3 separate regions of the Mus musculus genome follow, and all the other regions are linked to region 3. A link is a contact called in public Hi-C data. All regions are on one chromosome and are shown on one strand. Each heading gives the region's core, a stretch centred on a gene start, on an enhancer-like site or on the middle of the called end of the contact. The rest is flanking DNA. Distances are from core to core; before and after follow the strand shown. Region 1 overlaps Gm32186 (a long non-coding RNA gene). Region 2 has its middle 11 kb from the start of Gm52061. Region 3 overlaps Zswim6 (zinc finger SWIM-type containing 6).

What was found. Hi-C and Micro-C count contacts between places; a contact is called where the count stands out from the background.
Region 1: a contact with region 3 is called in a Hi-C map of cerebral cortex, with 1.9 times the contacts expected there. The contact joins two enhancer-like sites. A contact is called at or near these places in 1 of 39 promoter capture datasets (cranial neural crest), 2 of 484 Hi-C or Micro-C datasets (cerebral cortex and forebrain), 1 of 115 datasets of contacts at active chromatin or transcription factors (stem cell-derived neural progenitor cells) and 1 of 9 other capture datasets (embryonic stem cells).
Region 2: a Hi-C map of cerebral cortex shows a contact between it and region 3, with 2.9 times the contacts expected there. The contact joins two enhancer-like sites. A contact is called at or near these places in 3 of 484 Hi-C or Micro-C datasets (cerebral cortex and nephron progenitors), 1 of 115 datasets of contacts at active chromatin or transcription factors (pancreatic cancer cells) and 1 of 9 other capture datasets (embryonic stem cells).

What each region holds. Positions count from the first base shown.
Region 1 is chr13:107,641,091-107,643,986 of GRCm38.p6, reverse strand. Gm32186 (a long non-coding RNA gene) reads left to right here. Exons shown (of 8, transcript XR_873933.2): 4 at 1-1,541; 5 at 2,578-2,636. Among named protein-coding and RNA genes, the nearest start is that of Gm32186, 22 kb to the left of the region's middle. Within about 2 kb of position 1,451, at least 63 of the 459 cell types and tissues checked have an H3K27ac peak or open chromatin away from gene starts, as enhancers often do. A contact at or near this core is called in cerebral cortex and forebrain, where this site is marked.
Region 2 is chr13:107,698,941-107,702,249 of GRCm38.p6, reverse strand. No RefSeq gene overlaps it. Among named protein-coding and RNA genes, the nearest start is that of Gm52061, 11 kb to the right of the region's middle. Within about 2 kb of position 1,444, at least 156 of the 459 cell types and tissues checked have an H3K27ac peak or open chromatin away from gene starts, as enhancers often do. A contact at or near this core is called in cerebral cortex, where this site is marked.
Region 3 is chr13:107,829,630-107,832,807 of GRCm38.p6, reverse strand. The region is part of intron 5 of Zswim6 (zinc finger SWIM-type containing 6); the gene reads left to right. Among named protein-coding and RNA genes, the nearest start is that of Zswim6, 59 kb to the left of the region's middle. Within about 2 kb of position 1,452, at least 111 of the 459 cell types and tissues checked have an H3K27ac peak or open chromatin away from gene starts, as enhancers often do. A contact at or near this core is called in cerebral cortex and forebrain, where this site is marked.

The DNA.
Region 1 (2,896 bases), core at 202-2,701, 190 kb after region 3:
TCTTAAGATGTATTCCTCAACATGCCTGGGTCAACTGTTCTGCATTTTTAAAAAAAGTTTTGCAACATTTTATCAAATCAACCTTTAGAGAGGTTATGTCAATGTACACGCCCACCTGCTGAGAATGCAGAAGTGTCCTCATCAACTACATACAATACAATTTACATACATAGTATGTATATATAGTCTTTATTCTTTTGCCTACTTTATTTTTAATTGGAATATTCATCTTTTTCTTACTAGTTTGTAAGAACATTTTTTACATTCAATCTATTTTCCCTATATTCTGCAATTTAATGCAAGTTGCCAATTCACCACCAACCCCATACCGGGGACTGAACCCAGGACCTGACACAAGCTAGGCAACTGCTCTACCACTGTGACATATCTCAGTCTGCTGATTACATTTATGTTTAAATTGGCAGAGCCCAGATTCTTAATACTTTAGTTTATGGTTTCTGCTTTTGATGTTATTTTGTAAAGGCCTTTTCCACTTTGGAATTTCCCAACTATCTACTTGTATTTTCTCCTAGTGATTCTATTTTATTTAAAAATATTTCATATTAAATTTGTGGGTTTTTTAAAAAATGGAATCTAATTTTATTTTCCAATCTTTGTTACTGTTTCTGAATAATTTTTTATTAGATATTTTCTTTATTTGCATTTCAAATGTTATCCCCTTTCCTAGTTTCCCCTCCGAAAATCCCCTATTCCCTCCCCCTGCTCCCCAGTTTCTGAATAACTTTGATCATGCCATATACTATAACTGGTTCCCAAACAAGTATAGCCAGGAGGGAAGACCCTGTCTCCAAGAAACGCTGAGAGTAGAGATGAGGGCTTGACCCCATGTCTGGAGGTACACACAACAGTATCTAGACTTTGTCACTTTCCATATTATTTAAACCCTGGTTTTGCATTTGTGCAATGAACATAATATTAGGAACTATCTCCCCAAATGGTGGTGAAGATCAAATTGTAACATGCACATGAAACACGTGTGCATGGCTCAACGGGACTAACAATGAGTAGGAATAGGTTAGGAAGAAGGACTGTAGCAATTGTGTGACATGGTAATGTTAAAAAGAAATACATCGTCACCATCTATAGATACAACTATACTTACACCGTGGGTACATTGCTGTATAGTTGCAGAGAGCTCATCCAAGTCATTCGGAGGGTTCCCTGAAAGCTGGCTTGTACCCCTAAAGCCTGGCTCTGCTGGAGCCTGGACTGCACTGAACGCCCACATTTCAGGGGAGCCTAGTGCTGGTTCTGTTCACAGACTTACTTCCAAGGCCTTCTGCCTGACCTGCCCATGTTGAAGGGAATCAGAAGAACAACCTGACACTTGGAGAGCTCACGGGACAGAGAGCACTTGGAGTCTGTGCTCAGAGCGAGCAGCCCTCTCTCCCCCTTCCTGGCTCACCCCCAAGCTGAGGATGGCTGCAGAGAAATAGTCACTGGCCGTGAGCCAGGGACACCAGTCAGCTTAACCAAAGAAATCAATGGACACTGTGTCTGCAAATGAGGAAAGTGACGTGGTAAGGAGGCGTATGCCTTGTCCAGAATCACAAATACCCGGGGTGGCAAAAGCAAAAGGAGAAGCGGCCTCAAAAGGGGCCATTTCCCATGTCAGGCAGGCCCGGGTTCACAAAGGAACGGGCACGCTGCTCTTGAGCCCTGGGCGGTGGAGGCCCAACATATTTTTATGAGGCACAGACAATGAGTAGCCATTCAAAAGGCTGATGTTGCCTCTGCTTAGAAAAGGGCAAATATTTTAGGAATCCCTTGTTACTAGGCAAATGCCTGATGACTGTTTGGAGGACTGGAACTCAGCTGCATGCACAGTACCTTGGGCTTTGCCCTTTGATTCAGAGTTCTGCTTCCGCCAAGGAGTGGCTCTCTAGTTTGGCTGCACCCTGGAACAAGCTGTGAAGCTCTTAAGCGCAAAGATGCCAGGTTTCACTTCCAGAAAGATCGATTAAATTAGGGCATAGAATGCTATTGCTAAAAAGTTTTATCCTAGCCAAACATTTCTCAAATTTTAAAGAATTTTCTGAAAAGTTTGTTAAAATGTTCCAGACTCTGGGCCTGGACTTTGACACTCCAGTCAATCTCCTATAGGATGTTATGTTCCTGTGACCTGAGGGACGGGATAGCTCAATGACCATAGTGCTTGTTTGTTTTTGTTTTGTACAGATTAGAGCATTACTTAACCAGACAGTTGTCCTAGAGCTGAAATTAAGCAGAGAGGGAATCTATGATAGTTGTCCCCAGCCTGGAGGCCCAGCACACTGATGAGAGCCCTTAACATTCTGGCAAAGTCCCCTCATCACCCTGGAGGAGACCTTACATCTTCTTGGACTAGAGGAGTCATGTGCTTGGGCTTATGTCTCCGTTGTTAGGGTTGTTTGCTCTGTCCCCCATGGGGACATGGGGATGGGGACTATATGTCAAGAGTAACAGCACAGACCCTGGGAGAGTGAAAAGCAAGGGACGTTAGAGGCCTTCCACCTAAGGAAGAATGTGAACATAAACAGCAAAGATCTAAGGCCAGTGCACTCTGTAATCTTACAGGAACTGCTTCTGCTAATATTGGTCATCAACTTGACAGGCTCTGAAACCATCGATGAGAGGTAAGTTTGGGGAGGTCTAGGAGGGAGATGTTAGATTGGGTTAATTGAGATAGAAGCCATACCACAAGTGGGTGGCAACATTTCCTGGGCTGGAGTCCATTAAACAGAAGAAAAAAACAAGCTGAGCCTCTATCTTCTTCCCTCTTAGCTTTGCGACTGCAGACACGTGTGGGCAGCTGTTTTAAGCTCCTTCCCTTCCCCTTCACTTTGCAGCCATGAAGGAAGGGTGCGTACCCTGAAGCTGTGAGCCAAAATAAGTC
Region 2 (3,309 bases), core at 195-2,694, 130 kb after region 3:
CCAGGGTCAGCAAAGTAAATGTGTGAGTAACAGACAATAATCAGACTGTGACAAGTGTCATTGGGGAAAATAAAATGTGACAGAGAATAAGGAAACTAAAATGGGACTAATATGTGGGCATGGTGGGGGGGTCATTTTAGGAGAGAGTTCTGGAAGAGAGTGACATTGCAGTCACCCCTGAATGAGGGGAAGCAGTGCCACAAGCACTCTGGAGAAACACACCCAGATACAGAGCACACGTGTCAAGACTGGGGCCAAGAGGATGCCTGCCAGGAGGGTGGATCTACCGGAGTCTGGGGCACTGGAACAGAGAGCAATGAAGGACCAAAAGGACCAGACACTGTCTTCTACCAGTGCCACAACCCAGGTCCCCTGCTGTCCTGGTCATAAACCTGAGGTGTGGAAGAAGCTGACAGAAATACTTCCCGGAAATACACTGAGGTGGTTTCTGGAGACACACAGGAAATGGATTCTCTACTAGAAACTCAGGTCAGTGCTAGTCCAATGCCACCAGATTAAGGTCCCAAGTCCTCCTGTTCAGTCAGGAAGCCATTTTGTGTGGGTATCTGCTTTCCCCTTGGAGGAAGTCCTACACGGAAGTTCCATAGAGCCCTCACTTCTACCTCATGCTAACTCCCATACATCCCAGGACAATCACAGGGAACTTCTAATGTCATTACCTAGCAGCGGCAAAAGAGGGATTGATATTTCATTCCTTGGTAATTGTTACCAGCCTCAGTGCCTTTGATGGTTTTCCCCAGAAACAGGAGGACCTGGAGAGAGGGACGAGAAGGTGGTAGGTGACTCTGGCATGCCTTTATTTTGCTCTGTGCTCACAGCTGAAAGCACACAGTGTAGCGGCAGCAAAAACCTCCAGAACTGGCCGCAGGGTTGGGGGTGACTGGACCTTATCAACACCTAGTTTTGTAAAGTGCAGAAAGAAAAGGAATCCTTCCATACTAAACCAGACCCGCTAGTCAAATACTCATTAAAACCTGTCTGTGTGAGGCATCGTGCAAGAGGCCATGGGCACTGAAGGGAGAGATGTTTGAGCCCTTGTCCCCAGAAGCTTCCAGTCCCACTGTGGGATCTAAGAAAGACCCTGTGTGCATACACAGGTGGACCAAGAGATGATTAGCAAGCCATTAGGAGAGGAAGAGACGCTCAAGTGTTTAGGTTAACTTCTTATTTTTTTTCAGGGTAGAGGGTCTGGTCCCAGGTTGAGATCTGAGGAAGGAGAGGATGGAGGTGGCATGAGCCACCCCGGTCTGGCAGCTCAGCCCCCTCATAGAGTCTGGACCCTGGCTTTAAATGCCACTGTGAGGCTCTGCAAGGGAGGAACCGGGGTGTATGGTTTGAGCTGCTGAGTCAGAACACCTCCCAAACCCCCAGCACTTGGGGCTGTTTTTTTTTTTTTCCAGGACTGGTTTTGTCTGCTACGTGAGCCCATTTTGTCTTTGTGCCTCCTAACACAGTCTGTAGAACTCCCAGACTGCTTGATGCACAGTCATGCATAAAACATGTGCTACAGCAAGCACACACACACACACACACACACACACACACACACACACACGTCACTTTGACTTTTCAATGCTTTGTGCTAAGGGAAAAAGAAACAAGGTTAGCTTTCCAGCTTCCCACCCCCAAATTGTCCCCAGAATGGATAGACACAGCCTTCCTTTGTGCCGTTTGCCAAGGGCTCAGCGTGCCATGTGTGGCTGCTGTTGTCCTGACTCCTCTGGCTAAGGAGGAGCCTGCCCTCCCTCAAACCTAGGAATCTAGCTCATTTCCTGTATCTTCTATTTCACCGGACATGTGGCGCCCAGTTCCTGTAAGTGGCATGATGCAAGCCCAGTGGTTGGGGATGTGGCTGCTCAGGCAGATCTCTGTACCTTCTGCTGAGCTACAGGGCACATTCCCTCTCTCAGCCCCTCGTGTCTAGAGCAGCCTGGGGTGGGGTTGGGGCATCTCACTGGTGAGCACCTTGGACTCCAAGGAGCAGGAGAGGACGTGTGGAGAAAGCCACAAACAAGAACTGGACTCTTTCCGCAGTGAGATGTACAGATTCCTTGGGGGGACCCAGACTTTAGCAAATCAGAAGACTAAACACAGAAGAAAGTGAGAGGGCATTGGGGTCACAGGAGTCTTTGAAGAATACTTGCCTGGGCCTTGATTTTCAATGCAGTGAGGCTTCCCAGGCAAAAGGGAGTCACACTCTGCTAGTCAAGGCACACCCGACCTACATTTGATCTTGGAGAAACACTTTTAAATCGATCCAGTGCAGGGTCAGTTCGGTTTCCCAGGGGACCTTGTGTTTGACCAGGGCATGGAGAAATGATTTCCAAGGTGAGGCTGCCTAAAACTTAAGTCTAAATTTTCAAATGGAAAAGCCTTTCTGTCTTATTTCCTGGGTAGAAGCAAAATCTATTATCCACGAGTGTGGTTCAGGAAGCACATACAAAGCGCCTTGTACTAGTTTAAACTTGAACTCAGTTGTTGTGAGGCAGATGTGAGGTAGCCCCAGCAGAAGGCATTTCTTGGTGGAGGCTGACAGTGCTGCTGGTGAGGAAACCACCGTCCCCCACCCCCCCACATGCAGTCTGAGACGAGTGCCCTTTCTCCTCCAACCTCCATGCTCTACATAGACCAACCTGACTGGCTAGCACATCTGCATTCCAGGTGGGGAAAAGGAGGGTGAAGAAGGAGAGAATGAGACTCAGAGCTACATGTGCCATCTGGTCCACCTCCTGTTGGCCCAGAACTCAGGCTTAAAAAACAGAGCTAGCTAGCATCGGAAAGGCTAGGACATGTAGCCTTTGCCAGGAAGCCCTGTCCTTGGTTTGAAAGATGCAAAGTGGATATGAGTGGACGGTTCACCGTTTTTGTCTCGCATGCTCAGTGTGGAAGATCCTGTGCCAGAATAAACCAGGCAGGGCCCATCCACAACAAATCCACTGAGCTCTACAGAACTACAATCCTGCACACATCATTTCAAATACACAGGGCAGACTTTGAGAAAGGCACCTGAAGGACAGAGGCAAAGAATCCCAGGCTGACAAGAAAGTGTTGGAATTTGTTCTGGATCTGGCAGGGGTGGAGGAGGGGCAGCGCCAGGCAGAGGGACTAAACTGAGGCCCCTGGTGTGGAGAATAGAGCCAGAGACAGGAGTGTGGAAGGTGCGGGTGGGTAGAAAGTGAGTTTAGAAACAGTCGCCTAGATCATCCTGACGCTGGAAGCATCTCCAAACAGAGGGAGATCACATCTAGGGATGGAGAAGGGGTGTGGCCATTGGATGGGCTGTGAGTA
Region 3 (3,178 bases), core at 203-2,702:
GGGGAAAACCAATTCTCTGAGGATGTCTTCTGACCTGTACATGTATGCTGTGCACACACACTCATGTATATGTAAAATTTTTTGAAGATTTATTCAGGTCTTTTATGTATATTTGTGTGTGCCTAAGTATATGTATGTCTAGGTGCCTGGAAGGTCAGAAGAGGGTGTCAGATCCCCTGCGGTTGGAGTTTTAGGCAGTTGTGAGCCTGTATTGTGGGTACCGAGAACAAAACCTCGATCCCCTTCCAAGAGCTCAGGTGCGCTTAGCTGCTGAGCCACCTCTTCAGCCTGTTGAAAAACAAAAACAAAATAAAAATGAATTTTAAGTAAAGCAACTACACATTAGGAAGACTGAAAGACCAATAGAAAATTGAACAAAGGGTATGGTGGGATCGTCTACAAAGAAGCAATCTGCTCTTAAAGGGTAAACATGCCCTGCTGCATCCCAAGGATGAACAGTGTGCATTAAAGTACTGAAATCTGTTCTCCAAAAAGAATTTTGGTAACAGCGGCTGAGCAAAGACTCTGCAGTCGTGTGTCACAAAGGGAACACACAGTACAAAATGCAGAGCTCGAGAGATGCTCGAGAAGATGTGCAGCTTCAGGTAGCAGCAGCGAGAGGGTGCTAGACAGCCTCTGTGAAGGAGGTGTGCACACACTCAATGTCCAGTGCAGGTGTTGCCTGGGATCCAGTGATGCTCCATGGAGGTGTTGTAATTAAAGATGGTTTAATGTAGTCCAGGCTGACCTTAAACTTGCTGTCTAGCTGTGGAGTTAGTCCCTACTGAGCACCATGCTGCCAGAGATAGGGCTGGGTAGCTATTCTGCCACTGTATGCCCTTTGCTCTGCAGTGTGACCTATTTGAAGCTACTCTATATATACACAAAAAAGTTTCTGAAAGCATAAATTATGAAGGGTCTTGAGAATATTAGAATATTTAGTGCTGCAGTGTAGCTCAGCGATAGCGTTCCCATGCATAGCCTGCTCAGGGTCCTAGTTTATTCTTCAGTATTATTATCATTAGGAAAAAAAAGGCTTAAGAATTAATAAAATGTTTTTATGCTTAAAAATTAACGTTATTTTCAGAAGCAAAATTTGGGTACTTTAGTTAGGTAGTGGGGAGCATGTGTGTTTAATTAAATTCCGTCTTCAGCAGTATTAAAAGTCAATCAGTTGTGATTTGGTGAGAACATATTACAGACTCATGGGAAGACTGAGTTGCAAGGAATGTTTTGGACCCAGAAAAGAAGGGGTTAAAGGTGAGATGCAGGTAAGAAAGGGTTAAGGGCATTATGCAAGCTGTTAAGTAAAAAGGAAGTGCATTACAAAATGCTGAGCTCAGGAGTCTGGCTGCCAGCCAAGCCCTTGCTTCCCTCACTACAGCTGAGGGCTTTCGAAGCTTCCCACCACTGGGTTTGTCTGAACTGTTTAGGAATGCGGCCGCGGTCGCCAGCTGACGTCAGCGCCACCGGTTCAGCCCCAGGCCAGAGCGGTGCTCAGACTCTGCTTGCTGGAGTGGGCGGGGAGGGGCGGGGCAGGGCGGGATCCGTAAGTGATTGACAACGAGAGGGTCGGATCGCTTTGGGTGCCGGAGAGGGTTACAGAAACCTTGGGGTGAGGGAGCAGGTTAGGAGTTTTTAATACTAAGATTGTCGATAATGATACTTTGTAGTAAAAGACAACAACTTTCTTTTTTGTAAGTTCGGTACGGCTTCTGTTTAATTTTAAACAAAACCAAATATAACTTACATATTAACTTGGATATTTCAAACTCTATTTCCCCTCTTTTGAGAAAGGAAGAGACTGTAAAGTCTTGCAGATTTTTCGGATGAAGGAACAGAAAGGTGGTTTTTGCTGGATACTGAGACCTTTGACTTTTGTTACTAAAATCCATTTTTATTTTTGACTTGGCACAGGAAAGAAATCTAAGAAGCTCTCATGCAGTGTAAAGCAGAGATCAAAAAATAGGGAAATATAAGTGAAAAAGAGTCAAATTCGAAAATATCTGCATGAAAACCATCCTGGACACGATAGCTCTGGGTTATTGAGGCTGACACATTAGCCTTTGAAGAAAAATGTTGGCTTTAACCATGATGGCATCTTTACTAGGCTTAGAGCTGTTTTTCTCTTAAATCTGTCCCTTTTCTGTGCCTGTTAACAGTTAACTTCACCGTTCACATTTGTTTTTCTTGACTTAATTAAATCATTTTGCTTAGTCATAGCTGAGAGTTTTGTTCGTCTTCTAGCTCTTGGTTAATGTGAGTGAGAATCACAAATTTATTAGCTATTTTTGTGTGTAGGGTGTTTAGGCAACTTGAGGTGTGGGTAGTGGACCTGGGACAGTCCTGGATGAAGGCTCTGAAAAGGGGTCACTGAACTTCCTGGAAAACTTCAGTGACTTGACTAGGTTAACAAAGAAAGGCTGCTTTGATTGGCTGCTGAAGTTACCTCTGCTGTTCATTTTAATTGACTGTTAAGAAACATCTTCTGGAGCTAGAGAGAGATGGCTCAGCAGTTAAGAGCACTGACTGCTCTTCCAGAGGTCCTGAGTTCAGCTCCCAGCAACCACATGGTGGCTCACAACCATCAGTAATGGGATCTGATGCCCTCTTCTGGTGTGTTTGAAGACAGCTACAGTGTACTCACATAATAAGTAAATAAGTAATTCTTTAAAAAAAAAAATCCAACTTCTTCTGCGTGATCTTGATCATTCCATTAGGCGTCGTGGTCACCCATCCTGTGAGTCACGAGGGTTTAATTATGTGAAGAGGCTTATAGACTAAGAAAAAATACACCACACAAACTTGGACTTTGCAAGTTTGGCAGAGGCAAAATGGTCAGTCACAAATTACCCAAGGGCTTCTGAGGGCAGTGCTAAACTGACAGAATTTAAGGGTGTTCTGAGTTTTTATAGCAGTATTGTAATAATTGGAGTGTTTTCTTCTCAAAGTGTGCATGTGTGTGTTTTATGGCAATATTTAGGATAAAAACATGCACTTGTATGTAACAATATAAGATGATTGTGATTGGCCATGTGAGTTTCCAGACCCCTTTTCTGCACAAAGGTCACAGTTAAAGACATCATCACTAGTTTTTTAAAAACCTGTCTTTCGGTATCTGCTTTTGGGTCAGCTAGGGTTATGATGTGTGTATGTTACCATTCTTTAAAACTTCTTT